Linked DNA regions of Mus musculus: region 1 is linked to region 2. The links are chromatin contacts, called in public promoter capture Hi-C maps. All regions are on one chromosome and are shown on one strand. Each heading gives the region's core, a stretch centred on a gene start, on an enhancer-like site or on the middle of the called end of the contact. The rest is flanking DNA. Distances are from core to core; before and after follow the strand shown. Region 1 holds the start of Kcna7 (potassium voltage-gated channel, shaker-related subfamily, member 7). Region 2 holds the start of Rcn3 (reticulocalbin 3, EF-hand calcium binding domain).

Region 1 (6,323 bases), core at 3,546-6,045, 310 kb before region 2:
TTTCTAGGTGCTTCGGGCAGGGGGACCCAGAGATACAGACACTACCAGCTCTACAATGCATAACCCTGAGTAAACTTGTTCAACGGGCCACACACATCCACGTGCCCATGCTTGCTCCCTTGTAGTTAGTTTTATCTGTGCTGTGACCCTGATCTACTGTTTAAAATGGCCCTCACATACAGTCAAATTCAACCAAAAGTTCCACAGGACTCACAGTAACACAAGTCCCATGAGACCGTAGAAGTCATCAGACTCAACTGTTCGGAGACACATGGGGTCACACATCTCAGCTTTGCATGGCCCTAAAATGATTCCAGTCCTATAACCCTGCACAACACAGAGAATTGTGTGTTGTGTGTGTGTGTGGGGGTGTCTCTGTCCCTTTATCTGAGTCTCTGCCTCTGTCTATCTTTTATACCCTAACCCTTTTTCCATCAGGACCCAGAGTGATCACATCCTGTCTGCATGACTCCAGAGCTCACAGAATCTAAAATAACTTGAGTCCTAGAAGAAACATGAATCCACACAATCTGCTATGTATCACCACATAACCTCTGTGTGTGACCATGTAGCCACAAGCTCACACTCTTTAACAGTGCTCCAGAGACCTACAGGAGCCGACTTGGCCCTAGAGGACCCAAAGTTCTATTAGTACCTATCAAGTGTTAACGGGACCACACTTGCCCCCAGTGGGACCCCACGAACACCTAGGAAACTCACAATCTATGGCCAAGTCTCTTACAGTGCTACCCATAGAGCCCCTGGACATTTGCACAGCTCTACCACATTGCGCAATCAATGGGGGGAGCCCTGGACACAACCCAAATCCTGGCAATTCCTGTCACATAAGGTCCCCCTAGGAGCCACCATGTGACATGCCTTCAGATTAAGAATCTGTACCCTTTTGTTACCATCTTAGTCCTTAACCCAGCACCTGACCCTGCCTTCCCTCCTCCCTCCCACCCCACTGCTCCCTGGAGACCCCAGTTGACCCTCACACCTCAGTCACCATGTGTTTCCCTGCAGGGGGCCAGAGTGGTGGGAGGAGTTCAGGCACCTCAGAGTCCACCAGCCCCCCATTAGCCTTGCCCTCCAGGGTACCGCAGGGCTGTGTGTCCACATGGCTGTACATCCCTGCCTCTTCGCCCTCTGTCTCCCGGTGGTAAAAGTAGCTAAAGTTAGAGACAATGACAGGCACAGGCAGAGAGATGGTGAGCACACCTGCAATGGCACACAGAGAGCCCACGATCTTGCCACCCACGGTGACGGGTGCCATGTCCCCATAGCCAACCGTGGTCATGGTGACCACTGCCCACCAAAAGGACTCCGGGATGCTGGTGAAATGGGTGTCCACCCGGTCCACTTCAGCAAAGTAGACTGCGCTGGAAAAGAGGACCACGCCAATGAAGAGGAAGAAGATGAGGAGACCTAGCTCACGCATGGAAGCCCGCAGTGTCTGACCCAAGATCTGTAGACCCTTCGAATGCCTGGAGAGCTTGAAGATGCGGAAGACACGCACCAATCGGATGACCCTTAGGATGGCCAGGGACATAGCCGGCTGGCCCACACCCCGCTGCCGGGCTAACTCCGTGCCCAGGGCCACGAAGTAAGGCAGGATGGCCACGAAGTCAATTAGGTTCATCACATTCTTGAAGAACACAGCTTTGCTAGGGCAGGCCACCAGACGCACCAGCAGCTCAAAGGAGAACCAGCAGATACACAGGGTCTCCACCACAAAGAATGGATCGTTGAAGGGCTGTCGGGGAGGGGCTCCTGGCATGGGACTGGAGCCATTCAGTCGGGCGAGGAACTGCAGAAGGGACAGAAAGGGGTCAGGGAGCCAGGCCAAAACCTCTAGTCACTGTTTCAATGTGAAAATAGCAGTGTCAGTGTTCCTGAGGGGTGACTTCACTGCTCTACACAACTCAAGACCCCAGCGACTGCCTTTGGATAGCTGAATGTCTGTTCTTCAGACCTAGGGGCAGGAAAGGTGGTGTCTCCTGGGCCTAGTGACATGAGCCTGTCATTCCACCCTCAGGAGCGTGAGGCAGGACAGGTCTGACAACTAATGAGACTGTCTCAAATACAAAGTGAAAAGAAAGTAAGGGATGGGGTTCACTGGCACAGGTCCTGCCTAGAACCCCTCTCTCTGTGAGGGGCTCAGGGTGTGGTTCAACGGTGGAGCCCTGTTCTGAAAGTGCAGAGAGGGGGGCTCAGGGTGTGACTCAGGGATAGCCGTTCCTAACCAGACACTCCCCCTCCCCACGGAGGTATAGCGGTGTGGTTCAGTGCTAGTGCTCTTGTCTAGCATCACCCAGTGGTAGAGCGTTTGCCTAATGCCTTGGATTGTGCCATCAAAGACTGTACATCAAAGATTAAAATACGGTCAATTGTTGTTCAAACCCCAGCACTCAGAAGGCAGAAACAGTTGGATCTCTGTGAGTTTAAGTCCAATCTTGGTCTATATAGCAGTCTACATAGCAAGTTCTGGGTCACCCTGGGCTACATAGTCTTTTCACATGTGTATACTTAAAAAAAGATGTAACCAAATACAGTCCCGCTGTTTCGCTGCGGGGAGCTCATGATCTCATGGCTGATCCGGGAGAATCTCTTTCCTTTCAGTATCTTACCCTGCCTGCCCAATGTTGGATCTCCAAGGGAAGGGTCCTGCTCCTGTTCTGCCTTCCTCGTGCCTCCTCGTTCCTGTTGCCTTCAGCCCAGCCCAGACAGCAGATAATGGTTCCGAATGGTTAAATGTTTGCTGTAGGGTCCTCAGCTCCATGCCCTGGCCTGACTCTGTGCAAATTCCTGTTGCTACCTCTGCTCTCAGTCCTAAACCTCAGCCTACTGTGTTCCAGTTTCCTGGCGGTCAGCCCTGCCTGACCATCCGTCTTTCCTATTTCTCTGCCAGGTGCACGGACACTGCAGTCTGTCTGTGTCTTTGGCCTCACATGTTCATTTTGCATGGCTAGGGATGAACTCCAGGGTCTTGCATATGCGTGGCAAGTTGCTCTCTATTGTTCCATGCCCCAAGCCCCACACTGAGGGATTTTAGGCAGGAGCTCTGTCACTGAGCCACACCCCTCCCTGGGGGATTCATCATCTTCTTTCTTAAAATTATTTATTTTATGTGGACGAATGGTTTGCCTGCATATATATCTGTGCACGTGTATGTGCCTTGGTGTTCAGAAAAGGGCATCGGATTCCCTGGAACTGGAGTTAGATACAGATGGTTGGGAGCCGTCATGTGGGTGCCGGGAATTGAACCTAGGTCCTCTGGGAGAGCAGTCTCTTTATCGCTTAGCCATCTCTCCAGGTCCCTCAATGTAGGGTGGTAGGGGAGTTCTACCACTGCGCCACATAACCCCCAAGTCACTTTGTGCAGTGCAATGCAGATGGTCTACCACTGAGCCCGGCACCAGTCCCTCACCAGGAAACTCTGGGCAGGTTGTCTACCTCTGAGGGAGATCCTCACTCACTGTCTGTTTCCAGGCAGACTCTCTCATACAGTAACCCACACTGGCTTTCAACCCGTGGCAATCGTTCTGTCTCCTTGCTAGGATTCTCGTATGAAGAACCATACCCAGCTTACATCTTTGTTTTTTTTTTTTTTTTGTTTTGTTTTTGTTTTTGTTTTTGTTTTTAAAGGGCTTCCATCCTCCTGCCCCTTGCCACACCTTCTGACTGGCCAGGTCTTCCCAGGCCCCGCCCTGGACCTCCCCAAATCCCCGCCCCTCACCGGGCCAGTAGCAGCGGCTACGGGCGCGAGCCCCGGGTCATCGCGGTCGTCGCGGAAGTCTGGCAGTGTCTCGAGGCAAAAGACCACGATGGAGACCAGGATGACGAGTACGGAGACCACGGCGAGCACGCGCGCAGCCTGCGAGCTCTCAGGAAATTCGAAGAGCAGCCAGAGCTGACGCGCAAAGGCGCGGCGGGGCAGCGGCCGCTCGGGCGGCACCGCGCAGCCCTCGTCCTCCCGCAGCCGCGCCAGCGCCGCCGCGCCCAGCCCGTAGAAGGACACCTCCTCCAGGAAGACGTCGAGGGGCACGTGCGCCGGCCGTCTCAGCCGGCCGCCCGACTGGTAGTAGTAGAGCACCGCATCGAAGCTGGGCCGGTGTCGGTCGAAGAAATACTCGCGGCGCGCGCCGTCGTAGAAGCGGCTGCGGCGCACCGGGTCCCCCAGCAGCGTGTCCGGGAAGCGGCCGAGCGTGCGCGCGCGGGTCTCGAAGCGCAACCCGGCCACGTTGAGCACCAGCCGCTCGCAGCAGCCGCAGGGCGGCGGGCACCGTGGCTCCATGGCGCGCACAGCCCGGGCGACCGGTGAACGGACGTGTGGCCCCGACGCCGCAGCCACCCCAGTCGGGTGTCCGGTGTCGGCGGGTAAAAATAGCATGGAAAGTCCGGCCAGGGCGCGGGGGAGGGGGCGGTGTTACCCCCGCGGGGCTAGGGGCGCCCTCTGCCGTTCCCACACCTGTGGAAACACTGCCACCCGGCGCTTTTCCGTGGATCTCTTGAGCTTTCCCTTGTAGTCATCTATTTTATTTGTTTGGCTTTTGGATTCATGACCCGAGGTCTTATGTAGCTGAACTGACCTTGAATTTATGATCCTCCTGCCTCCACCTCCCAAATGCTGGGATTGCAGGCGTATGGCATCATGGCTATTTATTTGTTTGTTTGTTATTTAGACAGTCTCCTCAGCCTGTCATTTAAGCTGACCGCGAACTTGTGGCAATCCTCTGCCTCATCCTTCGGATTGCCCGGGTGACAGTCATGAGCCACCCGAGACTATCTGCAGCATCAGTTTCCCTTTTCCATTTCCAGTCTTTCTGTCTCTTGTCCATCCTCCTGGAGGGTGGGGGGTGTATCCCCTTAACCAGTTGTCCACATCTTGCTCTCTGCTGGGAGCCTCTGTATCTCTCTGCCTTTTATTATTTTTTTCCAGACACTGGGTTTGGGTATGTATGTCAGACTGGCTCAGTATTGCAGTACTCTTGCTTCTGCCTCCCGATTGCTGGGATGACAGATGTGTACCACCACATCTGGATTTGTTGCTGGCTTTCTTTCTCTCCTAGTACCTTTCAATGAATGAACATCGTTTTGTGTGTCTGGCCTCACGTGTTTATTCCTTTGTGTCTCTAATTACCATGCCTAAGGAGCTCCGCAGCGGCCCTGGTGCTTGAGGAGTTCTTGGAGCCTCTTTTGCAACTGTAAACTGTTGCCCATGTGCGCCGGATCCTTGGCCACTGAGAGTCCCGGAGTTTGAATTTAGACTTTATGTAGGTGTTTTGAGATTAATAAAACCTGGGCTGAAGCCAAGAATGGCGCCAAAGGAGGCGGGACTTGCCTGGAAGGGTCTAGAGTCGGCCTGGAAGATGCGTAGGGTCACTGTCGGGAGCCGAAGGACAGACAGAAGATGGCCTTCCAGCCACCGGTGTCTAATGACACTAAGTAAAAAATAGTCCCTTCTTATGGGGTAGGGTGTTATAGTCACTTTCGGGGAAAGGGATCTCGCGCGCCCTCTGCCGGCCGGATGGAGACCTGCACCAAGAGGTCTCCCAGCTAAACCTGGCCTTTCCCTTCCCAGCTTTCTTTTGGGGACTTCTGAGATCCTCCTGCCTCTGCCCTCCCCCCGCCCCCCATCGCCCTAAGTAAGTTGTGAGAACATGGGTAGTGTCACACGCCTTTAATCCCAATACTCTGGAAGCAGAGGCAAGCCAACCTGTGGATTTGAGGCCAGCCTGGTCTGCCCATAAATTTCCAGGCCAGTCAGGGCTACATGGTGGGATCTTGTCGTTTTGTTGTTTTTTATTTTTTCGACAAAGAGTTTCTCTGTGTAGGCCAGTCTGGTGAGATCGTGTCTTTAAAAAGTCTGGTCATGGGCTGGTGAGATGGCTCAGTGGGTAAGAGCACCCGACTGCTCTTCCGAAGGTCCGGAGTTCAAATCCCAGCAACCACATGGTGGCTCACAACCATCCGTAACAAGATCTGACTCCCTCTTCTGGAGTGTACTTACATATAATACATAAATAAATCTTTTAAAAAAAAAAAGTCTGGTCATGGAGACCCAGACAGGATGATCCCTGGATTTAATGGCCAGCCAGTCTTCAAATAATAACGTGGAAGGTGATAGAAAGACGTTCAGTGACTACCTGACTAGAGGAGTGCCCTATTGTCCAGATACTTCTCCAGACCATTTTCCTTCATTTTTATCTTGAGACAAAGTCTTGCTAAGTTGCCTAGGATGATTTTTTTTCTTTTTTTCTTTTTCTTTCTTTCTTTTTTCTTTCTTTCTTTTTTTTTTTTTTTTTTTTAGACAAGGTTTC
Region 2 (6,365 bases), core at 854-3,353:
GGGTCGGGCTCAGGTCTCCTGGAATTCGACACGAGTTCTGGGAACCAAACTCTGGTCCTCCGGAAGAGCTGCAAGCCGTCTCTCCAGCACAGTGGCTGACTCTTTTTTTCTCTTTTTTCTTTCTTTTTGTTTTTGTTTTTGAGACAGGGTTTCTCTGTAGAGCTCTGGCTGTCCTGGAACTCACAATGTAGAGGAGTCTGGCCTCTAACCCATAGATCTGTGTGCCTCTGCCTCCCAAGTGCTGGGATTAAGAGGTGTGTCACCACTGTGTGGCCGGTTCTTATATTCAGTGAGGAAACACATGAGGCCCAGGGCCTTTTCTCCGCATACACCCACCCTCAAATACATGCTTCCGGGGGTCTCCGAGAAATCATCAACTCCTTTCTTCCCTGTCTTCATGATACTTTCTGGCTGCAGATTCATCAGCCAGATCTTCTGTGCCTGTGGTTGGAATCGTTCTTGGTTTATTGCTGGTGGTAGTGGCCATCGCAGGCGGTGTGCTGTTGTGGGGCAGGATGCGCAGCGGTCTGCCAGGTATATGCAGGATGGGGGAGGGGCGGGGCCGTGTGCAGGATTGGGTGGGAGTGGCCTTGTGCAGGATGAGGGAGGGGCGGGGCCGTGTGCAGGATTGGGGTGGGGCGTGGCCGTGTGCAGAATGAGGGAGGGGCGTGGCCGTGTGCAGGATTGGGGAGGGGAGGGAAGGGGCCGTGTGCAGGATTGGGGAGGGGCGTAGCTGTGTGCAGGATTGGGGAAGGGAGGGGCCGTGTGCAGGATTGGGGGTCGTGGCAGGAAGTAGCGACTCAGAAAGAAAGAGGGGAGGCAGAGAGATAATAGAGACAAAAGAGTCCCTGACCACCCTGGGAAAAGAGATGGGAACAGAGACCATAGCGTGACCCTGTCAGGTGTGTTGGGTGGGTGAGACCTTAGATACTTGTGCTGACCTCTGTTCCTCTCTCTCAGCCCCATGGCTTTCTCTCAGCGGCGATGACTCTGGTGACCTGTTGCCTGGTGGGAACTTGCCCCCAGAAGCTGAACCTCAAGGTGCAAATGCCTTTCCAGCCACTTCCTGATGCAGACTCGGGCCCCCTGCCCACTGCAGCCTTTCGGGCTGTGTGACCTCCTGAACTGTCTCCGAGCCTCCTGAGGGAGCCTGGGCCCGATGTCCTCCCATGGATCCCTGCTTTTGTGGCCTGCTTCAGTTTCCCTTCTTAATGTACATGGTTGTTTTCCATCTCCACATAAATTTGGCCCCAAATCTGTGTGTGCATCGTTATTCTCAAGTTTCAAGCAGCTGGAATAAATTGAACGCGTCTGGGAAAGATCATATAGACACCTCTTGATTGCTATCGTGCAGCCTGGCCATTTTATAGACCGAGTTGTGTATGTGATACCTACACTGTACCAGGCATTGCTTCTCTTCTTTTTCTTCCTTCCTTCCTTCCTTCCTTCCTTCCTTCCTTCCTTCCTTCCTTCCTTTCTTTCTTTTCCTTCTTTTCTTTCTTTCTTTCTTTCTTTCTTTCTTTCTTTCTTTCCTTCCTTCTTTCTTTTTTTTTTTTTTTAACATTTATTTATTTTATGTATCTGAGTACACTGCAGCTGTCTTCAGACACACCAGAAGAGGGCATTGGATTCCATTACAGATGGTTAGCCACCATGTGGTTGCTGGGACTTGAACTCTGGTCCTCTGGAAGAACAGTCAGTGCTCTTAATTGCAGAGCCATCTCTCCAGCCGCGCTCCCCCCCCACCCCCCCCTTTTTTTTTTAAAGACAAGGGTCTCTCTACGTCGTCCTGGCTGGCGGCAAACTCATAGAGACAGACTGCTTCTGTCTCCCAAGTGAGCCAACCAAACCCGACCTCCTCTTTTCTGAAACGGATCTAAGAAATGGAAAGAGTTTTTAAAAAATACATTCCCCTTAATCCCCTGGGGCCAGAGACTCTGGAGGTGGTCGTGCAAGTCGGCCCATATGTTTGCTGGGAGTTGTAGTTCAATATCAGCCTTATCGCCCACCACGCCTTCGGGTCTGGAGCTCGGCCTTGTGGACGTGGCAAGGGGGTCGTCATTGGCTCCGCCCCTGAGGCTTTCCTGCGCAGTCATTGGTCAGAGGGCGGCAGCCTCTGGACGGCTGGTGGAGGAGCTTAACTGGAACCTGGCCAGGTTGGGCATCTTTGTGCGAAAGCAGAGCTCAGCGTAGGGAGCTAACTCAGGCCGGGTAACAGAGGTGTGGTGGGGTGATGGTGGGGTGAAGGTGGGGTGGGTGGAAGGGTGGGGGTCGCGGTCCAGCCTGGGGGCAGCACAGAGGAGCCTGCATGATGCTTTCGGCCACCACCATGCCCTGAACTTTGGGTGGGACATGCGCCACGTCTCTAACTGAAATACCCCCTTTCTGCTCTGAGACTCCTCTGAGGCTCGGATTCCACCCCCAGAGGTTGTTTTGCCTTTAAATTCTCTATTCTTTTTGCCGACTTTTCTTGAGCCCAAAACTTTTTGCAGCCTGCGCTTTTATCGGCCCTGCCTTAGGCAGCCTCCTCTACTCCGCCCCCTTCAAAGTTCTCCCACATTATCTCTGGTTCAGACACCCCCCGCCCCCAGTCTTATCCCTGACCGCTGGTCCTCACCTCTCCTCAGGAACCGATGATGTGGCGATGGTCGTTTCTGTTGCTTCTCTTACTGCTGAGGCACTGGGCCCTCGGGAAGCCATCCCCTGATGCAGGACCTCATGGCCAGGATAGGGTCCATCATGGAACCCCCCTGAGCGAGGCCCCCCACGATGACGCCCACGGGAATTTCCAGTACGACCATGAGGCGTTCCTGGGACGAGACGTGGCCAAGGAATTTGACAAACTCAGCCCAGAGGAAAGCCAGGCCCGACTTGGGTAGGAGGATGGCGGGGGAGCGGGGCAGAAGTGGGAGGTGGGGAGAGAGAAGTTAACTGAAAAGACAAAACTGTGGCACTCACCTCCTGGGAGAAGGCGGAGCTAAACCTGAGGCTGTGGGGGACCTGCGTCACCAACCCCTGGGTTCCCCTCTACCTCAGTCCCCCCTATGCCTCTGTCTGGACTTCCCTCTTCTCTCTTCTAAACGGGACGCCGACTCTCGGTAGAGACTGAAGACAAGGGATTTGAGGAAGATGCCAAGGTCAGAGATCAGGTTGACCTGGGATGAGTGATGCCAACTGGACTGGACGGGCTTGCCCCGTTTCTAGGTGACAGATACAGTCAGCATGGGCCCGGGACAAGAAGGCCACTCGTGCAAATATGCTTGATTATTTTCATTGTTATTAGTACTTTGAGATCGAATTTCATTTGTGGAACTAGCTAGTCTGAAATTCACTCTGTAGACGAGACTGGTCCTGAATTCAGAAATCCGTCTGCCTCTGCCTCCCGAGTGCTGAGATTAAAGATCTGCGTCTTTAATGTGATGGCAATTTCTAATTTTAAACTGGGCAAATAGTAGCAGGGCAGAGCTGGAGAGAGAGGAGCCCCAAATTGATCAGCCCATCTAGGGAAGTGGGCAGACTGCACTTGAAAGAGGGGCGGGCCCTGAGATGGTGAGAGGCGGAGCTTCAAGGTTAATAGAGACAGTGGCACTCTAGGATTGGGGTAAAGTTAGAGGCCAGACACCCTGTTCACACTTAAGCTCAAGTCCAGCTAGGGTCTGTGCAGCGCTTAGAGGTCGGGGCTAGAGTAGAGGGTCTTGATTTGTGTCAGGTGCTAATCCAACTAACTCCTCTAGGACTCCTGTAGGGGACAGGCTAGGCTTTTAGATGGGCCTGGTACTAAGATTAATAGATGCAGCTCCCTCAGTTCACCTAGCATTTCTACTCTTTCCTAGCCTGTGCACCCATGTCTCTGAGGGGCGTGGCTAGGGCAAGGGGCGGAGTCAGGGTTGGCAAAGACCTAGGGGTGGGTGAAACCTATCAACGGTAAAGCTTCTCCTGGTCCTGCACTGGCTCACAGTTTTAATCCCAGGACTTGGAAGGCAGAGGCAGGCGGATCTCCGTGAGTTCAGGACCAGTCTGGTCTACAGAGTAAGTTTCAAGCTAACCAGGAGTACATAATGATACCCCCTCTCTCAAACAAAACCCCCCAATAATACGTTGAAATCTACCAAACAGAAAACAGACAGTTCCTCTCCTGGGTTCATTTGGAGTCCCACCCCAGTTTGCTTGCAGACCTTGGGTGACATTTTTCTCCCTTATCTTTCTTTCTTTCTTTTTAAGATTTATTATTATATGTAAGTACACTGTAAGCTGTCTTCAGACCAGAAAAGGGCGTCAGATCTCATTACTGATGGTTGTGAGCCACCATGTGGTTGCTGGGTTTTGAACTCAGGACCCCTGGAAGAGCAGTCAGTGCTCTTAACCTTTGAGCCATCTCTCCAGCCCTCTATCTTTATTTCTCTCTCTCTCTCTCTCTCTCTCTCTCTCTCTCTCTCTCTCTTTTTCTTTTTTGGTTTTTTGAGACAGGGTTTCTCTGTGTAGCCCTGGCTGTCCTGGAATTCACGCTGTAGACCAGGCTGGCCTCGAACTCAGAAATCTGCCTGCCTCTGCCTCCCAAGTGCTGGGATTAAAGGCGTGCACCACCATGCCCAGCTCTTTTTTTGTTTTTGTTTTTCTATCTTTATTTCTAAATAATTGTTTCATTTTATTTAAGTATATGGATATTTGGCCTGCATGACATGTGTGTGCACCACACGCATGCCTGGTGCCATGGATCCCCTGGAACTGGAGTTACAGATAGTCATGGGTGCTGGAGTTGAACCTGGGTACCCTAAAGGAGCACCCAGCGCTTCTAACTACAGAGCTGTTTCTTCAGCTTCCTTATTTTTCTTTTATTATTTTTTTTCTTTTTTGAGACAGTTTATCTAAATAGTCCTTGCTGTCTTGTAGACTAGGTTAATCTTGAACTCACAGAGATCTGCCTGCCTATACATCCCAAGTGCTGAGATTAAAGGTCTACACAACTATGCTCTGCTCTTTATTATTATTATTATTATTATTATTATTATTATTATTATTATCATCATCATCATCTAATTAAAAAAGATTTATTTATATGAGTGTGGGTATTTTTTTTCTTTTTCTAAAGATTTATTATTATATCTAAGTACACTGTAGCTGTCTTCAGACACACCAGAAGAGGGTGTCAGATCTCATTGCAGATGGTTGTGAACCACCATGTGGAAATTGAAGGAACTCAGGACCCCTGGAAGAGTAGTTAGTGCTCTTAACCACTGAGCCCTATCTCCAGCCTTCTTTTTCTTTTTTTGTGTGGGTATTTTTCATGTGTGTCCATTAACCATTAACATGTCTTGTGCCCACAAGGGCCAAAAGAGGATAATGGGTTCCTGCATCTAGAGTTAGAGATGCTTGTGACCTGCCTCGTGGGGCTCATGGGAATCAAACCCAGGTTCCTACAAGAGCAGCCAGGGTTCTTAACCGCTGAGCCATCACCAAGTCCCCATTTTTGTCTTATATAGGTACAAGGGTAACTCTATATATGACAGGGAGGGGCCTAGGTGGGCGGGGTCAGGGTTGAGATTGACTGCGTCTCTAACTGTAGGGGCAGGGCCTCATTGGGCAGAGCCAGAGACTGACATTCATTCCCCTCGCAGGCGGATCGTAGACCGCATGGATCTTGCTGGGGACAGCGACGGCTGGGTGTCCTTAGCTGAGCTCCGCGCGTGGATCGCGCACACACAGCAGCGGCACATCCGTGACTCGGTGAGCGCAGCCTGGCACACCTACGACACGGACCGCGACGGGCGCGTGGGTTGGGAGGAGTTGCGCAATGCCACCTATGGCCATTATGAGCCCGGTATGCCCACCTCGCCTTTGCCCTTTGACCTCGCTTTTAGGATCTTATCCCTGATACCTTCCCTCCATTTCAAATGTCATTTGCTCTTCCTTCTGAAATCCAATCTATGTGACAAGTTGACTGGAGACTTCACATTCGTGGCAGGAATACTTAATGTTTAACCCTGTTATCCAGACCCATATGTGGCACTGGTGTCTTAGCTAGGGTTAATATTGCTATGATGAGACACTGTGACCAAAAGCAAGTGGGAGAGGAAAGGGTTTGCTTGGCTTACGCTTCTACGTCTGCGGTCCATCACTGAAGAATTCCCTATAGCACTGGTTCCCCACCAGTGGGTCACAACCCCTTTGTGAGATACTGTGTCAGAGATACTGTGTTTCAGATAGTTACACTACAAGTCATAACAGTAGCAAAGTTATAGTTATGAAGTAGCAACACAATAATTTTATGGGGGTCACCAGAACTTACTGGGCTGTATTAGAGGGTAGCAGCATTAGGAAAGAGACCATAACAGCCTTACCTATGGCCCAGTCTTAGGGAAGCGTCC

Evidence for each region. Promoter capture Hi-C pulls out the DNA fragments that hold promoters and counts their contacts.
Region 1: a contact with region 2 is called in a promoter capture Hi-C map of pre-B cells, with 6 times the contacts expected there. The contact joins the promoter of Kcna7 here to the promoter of Rcn3 in region 2. A contact is called at or near these places in 10 of 39 promoter capture datasets (the 3T3-L1 cell line, the C10 cell line, cranial neural crest and 6 more), 2 of 484 Hi-C or Micro-C datasets (B cells and pro-B cells), 5 of 115 datasets of contacts at active chromatin or transcription factors (embryonic basal ganglia, embryonic forebrain, epiblast stem cells and 2 more) and 4 of 9 other capture datasets (adipose tissue, liver, macrophages and 1 more).

What each region holds. Positions count from the first base shown.
Region 1 is chr7:45,404,432-45,410,754 of GRCm38.p6, reverse strand. Kcna7 (potassium voltage-gated channel, shaker-related subfamily, member 7) reads right to left here and starts at 4,795. Exons shown (of 2, transcript NM_010596.2): 1 at 3,740-4,795; 2 at 1-1,810. The coding sequence starts at 4,393. The coding sequence ends at 995.
Region 2 is chr7:45,087,951-45,094,315 of GRCm38.p6, reverse strand. It overlaps Rcn3 (reticulocalbin 3, EF-hand calcium binding domain), which reads left to right and starts at 2,103. Exons shown (of 7, transcript NM_026555.2): 1 at 2,103-2,220; 2 at 2,628-2,875; 3 at 5,616-5,818. The coding sequence starts at 2,634. Fcgrt (Fc receptor, IgG, alpha chain transporter) reads left to right here. Exons shown (of 7, transcript NM_010189.3): 6 at 418-534; 7 at 961-1,323. The coding sequence ends at 1,070.